Linked DNA regions of Bos taurus: region 2 is linked to region 1. The links are chromatin contacts, called in public Hi-C maps. All regions are on one chromosome and are shown on one strand. Each heading gives the region's core, a stretch centred on a gene start, on an enhancer-like site or on the middle of the called end of the contact. The rest is flanking DNA. Distances are from core to core; before and after follow the strand shown.

The links. Hi-C and Micro-C count contacts between places; a contact is called where the count stands out from the background.
Region 2: a Hi-C map of an unstated tissue shows a contact between it and region 1, with 2.8 times the contacts expected there. The contact joins the promoter of KANSL1 here to the enhancer-like site in region 1. A contact is called at or near these places in 2 of 11 Hi-C or Micro-C datasets (skin fibroblasts and an unstated tissue).

What each region holds. Positions count from the first base shown.
Region 1 is chr19:46,002,370-46,005,247 of ARS-UCD2.0, reverse strand. It overlaps MAPT (microtubule associated protein tau), which reads right to left. Exons shown (of 12, transcript NM_174106.2): 12 at 1,669-2,139. The coding sequence ends at 1,924. Among named protein-coding and RNA genes, the nearest start is that of MAPT, 50 kb to the right of the region's middle. Within about 2 kb of position 1,402, at least 73 of the 102 cell types and tissues checked have an H3K27ac peak or open chromatin away from gene starts, as enhancers often do. A contact at or near this core is called in skin fibroblasts, where this site is marked.
Region 2 is chr19:46,178,462-46,181,339 of ARS-UCD2.0, reverse strand. It overlaps KANSL1 (KAT8 regulatory NSL complex subunit 1), which reads left to right and starts at 1,446. Exons shown (of 15, transcript XM_059878568.1): 1 at 1,446-1,472.

The DNA.
Region 1 (2,878 bases), core at 153-2,652:
CCGAGTTCCCCATTGTCAGGATCTGGTCTCTGTGGGGTCCCCGATGCTGATGGAAATCTTTCATCAACTGGGAGAGCCACATGGGCCTTCTGGATCCAAGTCCCCGCTGTGGGGTGAGAGACACCTGGGACTCCCGCGAGGGCGGGTTAGAAACCTCTTTACAAGCATTTCAAGATACATGCGTCCTTTTTTTTTTTCTTTTCACTATCATAGTCACTCTGGTGAATCCAAGCATAAACAGACAAATCAGACTACAAGGCGACAGGGTGTGGACGGGGAGGGGAGGGCGACATCTATGTATATGTTCAGCTGCTCCACGACAGACCACCCTGCTTCCCGCTGGGTCGGGGGGAAGAACCAGTTCCGAGGGGGCACGTTTCACTTTTTGGGGTGCAGAGGGCCGATGACACAGACTTGGGATCGAGCAACGCCTGGGCTCCAAGAGGCTGGCAGTCACAAGCTGGGGCAGAAGTGGGGGACAACGCGGGCGTGGTCTTGCCCGCCTGCCCCAGTGCCATCTCTGGCATCCGGGACGGCCAGCCTGCTGCCAGCTCAGCACTGGACGGGGACTGGGCCCAGACAAGGCATGAACATCCAGGGTCACTGCGAACCCCACCCTGGCTTGCGACTCTGATGGCGGTGGGGGCAGGGAACTGAGTACGGTGGTGGGGGCCATTGTGAGGGACACAGCTGGATGCCTATAACTCAGAGAGATGGAGGTCCCGGTGTCTGGACCTCGCCCTCCTTGACTTCCCCCTTGGTATAGAGCAGGTGTCGCCCCATCGGAACAATGTCCATTACCGAGAAGGGGTGGGTGGCGAGGCGGGGAACTCGGGACAGCATGACGTAGTGAGGGGACAGGCAGTGACCAGGCTCCGCACGGCAGACACACAGGCGTGGTGGGGGCAGACGCAGGGCTGCATGGCCGTGGGAAGGAGGAGAGGTTTAGGACCGGAGGCCCAGGCTTGGGAACAGGCAGGTGCTCCCAAGAGGCACAAGTCCTTACAAAGAGAACTGGTTAGCCCTAAGTCCCAGATCTGTGAGGTGGCCAAAAACGCGGCTGTAGTTCCCACCTTCAGAACTCAATAAAACGGGGTTTCTAGGGGGCGGAGCGAAGCCCCTCAGCTCAGGACCCCCCACCCACCCTGCGAGAAGCAAGGAAGAGGCCAGCGCTCGGTGGTCTTTTCCAAGGAGGTTACCCACACGACGTCCTTCCCATCACCTTCCTTCTCCTGCCCCGTCCCTTCTCCCCGCAGAGGGTAGGCCTCCGCCGACCCCGAGCCGCCAAGAACGGGACGCCGCTTGGCCCGAGGCTGCGGCGGGTGGTGGAGGCTGTGCCCAGCCCGCTGCCCTCCAGGCAGGCCCCAGCGTCCCCGCCCCGCACAGGCCCCTCCGCTTCCCGCCCCGCCCCCTGCCCCGCCCCGCCCAGCCCGTCCGGCTCCAAAGGCGGCCCCGTGCGCCTGTGGCTCCACCCATGTGCCGAGTTTCAAGTCCCTTGTTGCCACTGCTGCCTCGGGCACACCCCCAGAACGGGGCACCCCCGCCCCCAGGCCTGGAGAGCCCCCGGAAGCAGCTTTCAGAGCCTCCCTTCTCTCTCTTCCACTCAGAGGGGGAAAAAAAAAGAATCAAAGTAACTGCCCAAGGAAATTCCGGGTGGGGCCCTCTTTTGGAGTGTTTTTAAAAATACTTTATTAGGACTGGCCCACCCATCAATTTGGGAAGCTGAACTTGGCTCTGTTCCGGTCACTGATTTGGAAGCCCCGAGCCAGAGCTGAGCGACAAGCAGGTTAGTGATTAACCGAGGAACCGATCTGTGAGGAGCAGCTGGGGGAGGGCAGAGGGCGAAGGGCCAGAGCATTATTCTTTTTTTTCCCACACTCTCACTCTCTTCTCTCCACGATTATTGACCGCCCCGGGGCCTGATCACAAACCCTGCTTGGCCAGGGAGGCGGACACCTCGTCAGCGAGGGTGGCGAGCTGCGGCGAGTCCACCATGTCGATGCTGCCGGTGGAGGACACGTTGCTGAGGTGCCGGGGGGAAGTGTCCCCCGACACCACCGGTGACTTGTACACGATCTCCGCCCCGTGGTCGGTCTTGGCTTTGGCGTTCTCGCGGAAGGTCAGCTTGTGGGTTTCGATCTGTAAGAGAAGAGCGGGCAGGCTAAGGAGGAGAGCTGGGTCGGGTGACCCCCGCTGGCCTTGGGAGGGAGGGAGCCATGGTGGCCATGACGGCTTCATGGCTTCCCAACAGCTAAGCTGCAGCATCCTAGTCACCTGCCAGCCAGCCCCCCAGGCCCCCTCTCCAGAAGCAGTGACCATTGTGGGTTTTTGGTGTACCCTTCTAGGAATAGCCCACACATGCAAACCTATATGTGTGAGTAGAGAAAAAAATACATATACGTGTACATATATGCATACATATGGCAACAGTATCCACATGCTTCGCACTCTGGTGTTTAGGTTTAATACCTTGCATTGTCCCTACACAGCTCCCTCACTGCTTGTTGAGGCTGCTTGCTTTCCCATCACAGCAGATGTACCAAAATGTATCTACTCCCCTGTGGGTAGATATTTAGGTTGTTCCAATCTTTTGCTCTCACAGACAATGCTGTGTGGAAAGTGTTGAATACCCTTGTACTCACATCATTTCACATATGCACCGTGTCTCCTGGAAGTGGGATTGTCAGTCGCTGTGCATGTGCACTTTGCCAGACTGCAGATCAAAGTGTGGAAAGAGAGGCTGGAGGAGACACGGGGAGGGCCCAGGTCCCCAGCCAGCCAGCTTTGAGCCGGACACACTCCTCCCCTTTGCCAGTGACTGATGAGGACCCTCGAGGTGGCAGCTGCTGTGGGCAGCGCTGCAGGTGTACCAGAAAGC
Region 2 (2,878 bases), core at 197-2,696, 180 kb before region 1:
TAATGGATTTAATATAAAGCACAACTACTACTATGTTATACTTTAAAAATATTCTGAAAATTGTATTTTAGTGTAACTTGTTCCTTTGAATTTCTGGGTATATTTGTTATACTTTTAAAAACATTCTGAGAAGGGTACATGGTATGAAAAAGTTAAGAACTCTGCTTTTTGAGTATTCTCTTGGCTTTCACTCTTGGTTTTTAATTTAAAAAAAATTTTTTTTTAATTGAAGTATAGTTGATTTACAATGCTGTTAGTTTCAGGTGTATGGCAAGCTCTCATTCTTACTGCATGAGGCTAAAGAGGGTCCCTGAAATGAGTCGTACCATCTGTGAGGTTCTCATAGTTTTACTGTTTTATTTTTCCAGAGACCCTTCCTCCCTTAACTTTCATACCTCTTCACTGTGTGTTTTTATCTCACCAACCGTCTTTCTGTTCACACTCCTTACTTTACTGTGGATGTCTTTTTCTATGGGGAGTTCATCCTTTAGCATGTCACTGATTGCCATATTTATGTGAAGAACTCTATCATCTCCCCAGATTATCCACCCCCTCCTGAATTCCATAACTGCAGTTGTCCCCGAACGCTTCTACTTGGTTTTACCCCTGGTATCCTGAAATGAACATACTAAAAACTAAAATTCCTCAACAAATGTACATGCTGTCCCTCTTTGTCCGGACCACCATTTTAACTGTCCCCCTGGTTTTGCCACCTTATAGTTATTTTAAAATTTAAGCCACGTAATTTCAAAAAAAAAAAAGGAAAAAATCGAAATCTTTAAAATAAAAAGATACAAAAGGATATATAGTTAAATGTAAATCTTCCTCACACCTGATCCCCTCAGCTCCCCTCCTAGAAGGAAACCACGTTACCAGCTCTTAGAGTGATTTTTTATTCTTTATTTTGGCTATATCTCAAGTCCTTCCTTGTCTGTGAGATGTGTGTCCTTTCCTCTCCAGGCCCTTGTGACCTTATATCTGGTTGACTTTCTATATAAGTATTTGTATGTGTGTATTTTATATACATATATAAAATCTCCCTCTGTGGCCTTCCGGCCTCGAGTTTTCTTCACATCGCTTCCTGGATGAAGAACCTACAAGGGTGAGGGGCCGGGGTTGGGGGTGATGGGGAAGAGGATCTAAAGGGGACTTAGGTAGGGGGTTCGGAGTGACAGACTTGCGGGAAGCTCTGCCAGGATTCCTATTTCTATTCCTGCCACCTGAGGCCCATTTCCAGTCCTCTCATCCAAATGTCTCTCATTTCCAAGCTCCGAGACAGAGACAGCGAGATACACAGAGACAGAGACGCCAAGGCACCAGCATCCCTCTCCCCTTCTGTCCCGCCCCACCACTCTGACGGACATTCGCCGCCAGCCAATAGAGACCCCTATGTCCCTCGGAAGGGCCAATGAGAGATAGAGGAGGGCGGAAGATTCCCCGCCCCCACTTCTAGGCTTGGTTGAGCTGTGCAGGTAGGTCCGGGGGCCGGGGGAGCCGCCGTTGGCACTGGTGCCCCGGGGGGTGGGGGCACGAGTCGGTAGGGGTGATGGTGGGGAAGGGGAGGCGGCCCCAACGGCGGGAGCCCGAGGGGGCGGCCCGGCCGGGAGGCGGGGGGCCGACGGGCCCGGGGAGCGGGCGCCGCCGAGGGCCCTGGAAGCGACTGGGCTGGGGGAGCGGGGACGCGTGTGTGGGGCATAGGGACCCCCTCCCCGCGCCCACCCGCAGGCCTGGGCCTCAGGCTGCGGGCAGAGGGGTCGGGGGCCTGGTACTCGGGGGGCGGGCTGGGCCGGGCCCGGGGCGGGGGGCGCCGAGCACAGCCCGGGGCGCCAGGCCGAGCCGAGGTGGGACGGACCGACGCGGAGAGGAAGGGAAGCTGCATCCCGCGGGCCGCCCCCTTCCAGAAGCGAGCGGAGCAACGGCCGCCGGCGCCCTGCCCTGAGCCCCCTCTCCCTTTCGCCCCCTCCCTAACAATGGGTTTGGGGCAGAAGGAGTCGCCTCACTGCGGGAAGGGGGGTCGGTTTGGGACTGGGGTCCAGGGTGGGGGGAGGGGTGGGAACTCGGGCTCTCCCCTTTCTCTTCGCCCCTTAGCTCTTGCGTTAGGGATTATGGAGGGGCTTTTAAATCCTCCCCGGACCTGGGTCAGAAGTCAAACTCCCCCCAACCCTCCCCCAACCAAAAAAAAAAAAAATCCGACGAGCGTAAGGAAAGTGATGCCAAGTCTTCGACGCCGAAGTGACAAACGCATAGCAGGAACAAATCCACTCCAGAGGTTTTTATTTTTAATTTTTCTTAAAAATGAGGGTACTGTAGGCTTTGAATTTTTAAAAATTTATTTTACAGAGGTGGGTGCTGTTATTTTTGTCCCTAATCGGGCAAGCCTCCATTTTAAGCGAAGCAGTAACTGGTTAAGCTGGAATTTTCATTCAGGCCTAGGACGAGAGCACGAATCCTACAAGAGGTCATTTAATCCATCCTCCTACCTCCACACAAACTTGGCTCAAAATTGTTTGGCCTGTTATTAAAGATTTCTAGGAAAGAAGGGTCTTTTATTTGTAGGACTTGAGTCAAGAATGGCTATTATTTTTCCACATAGAATGGGCTCTGCAACTTAAACTCGAGAAAATTTAGGACAATCAAAATGATCAGAGAGGGTTTAATTTATTAAAACTAAATGTGGCAAGGGCATTTTTTAGTGATCAGATAAAAAATCACTTTTTAATAGTGTTTATGAAGTAACCCTGGATAATCATTTTTCTATCTGAGAAATAATTCTAATAAGCAGTTTTATATTATCTGAAATATGTGTTACACATTTAATCCAATTTTATGGAAAAATATATTTCTTCATACCTGTGGAGATCATACACCACACACATTT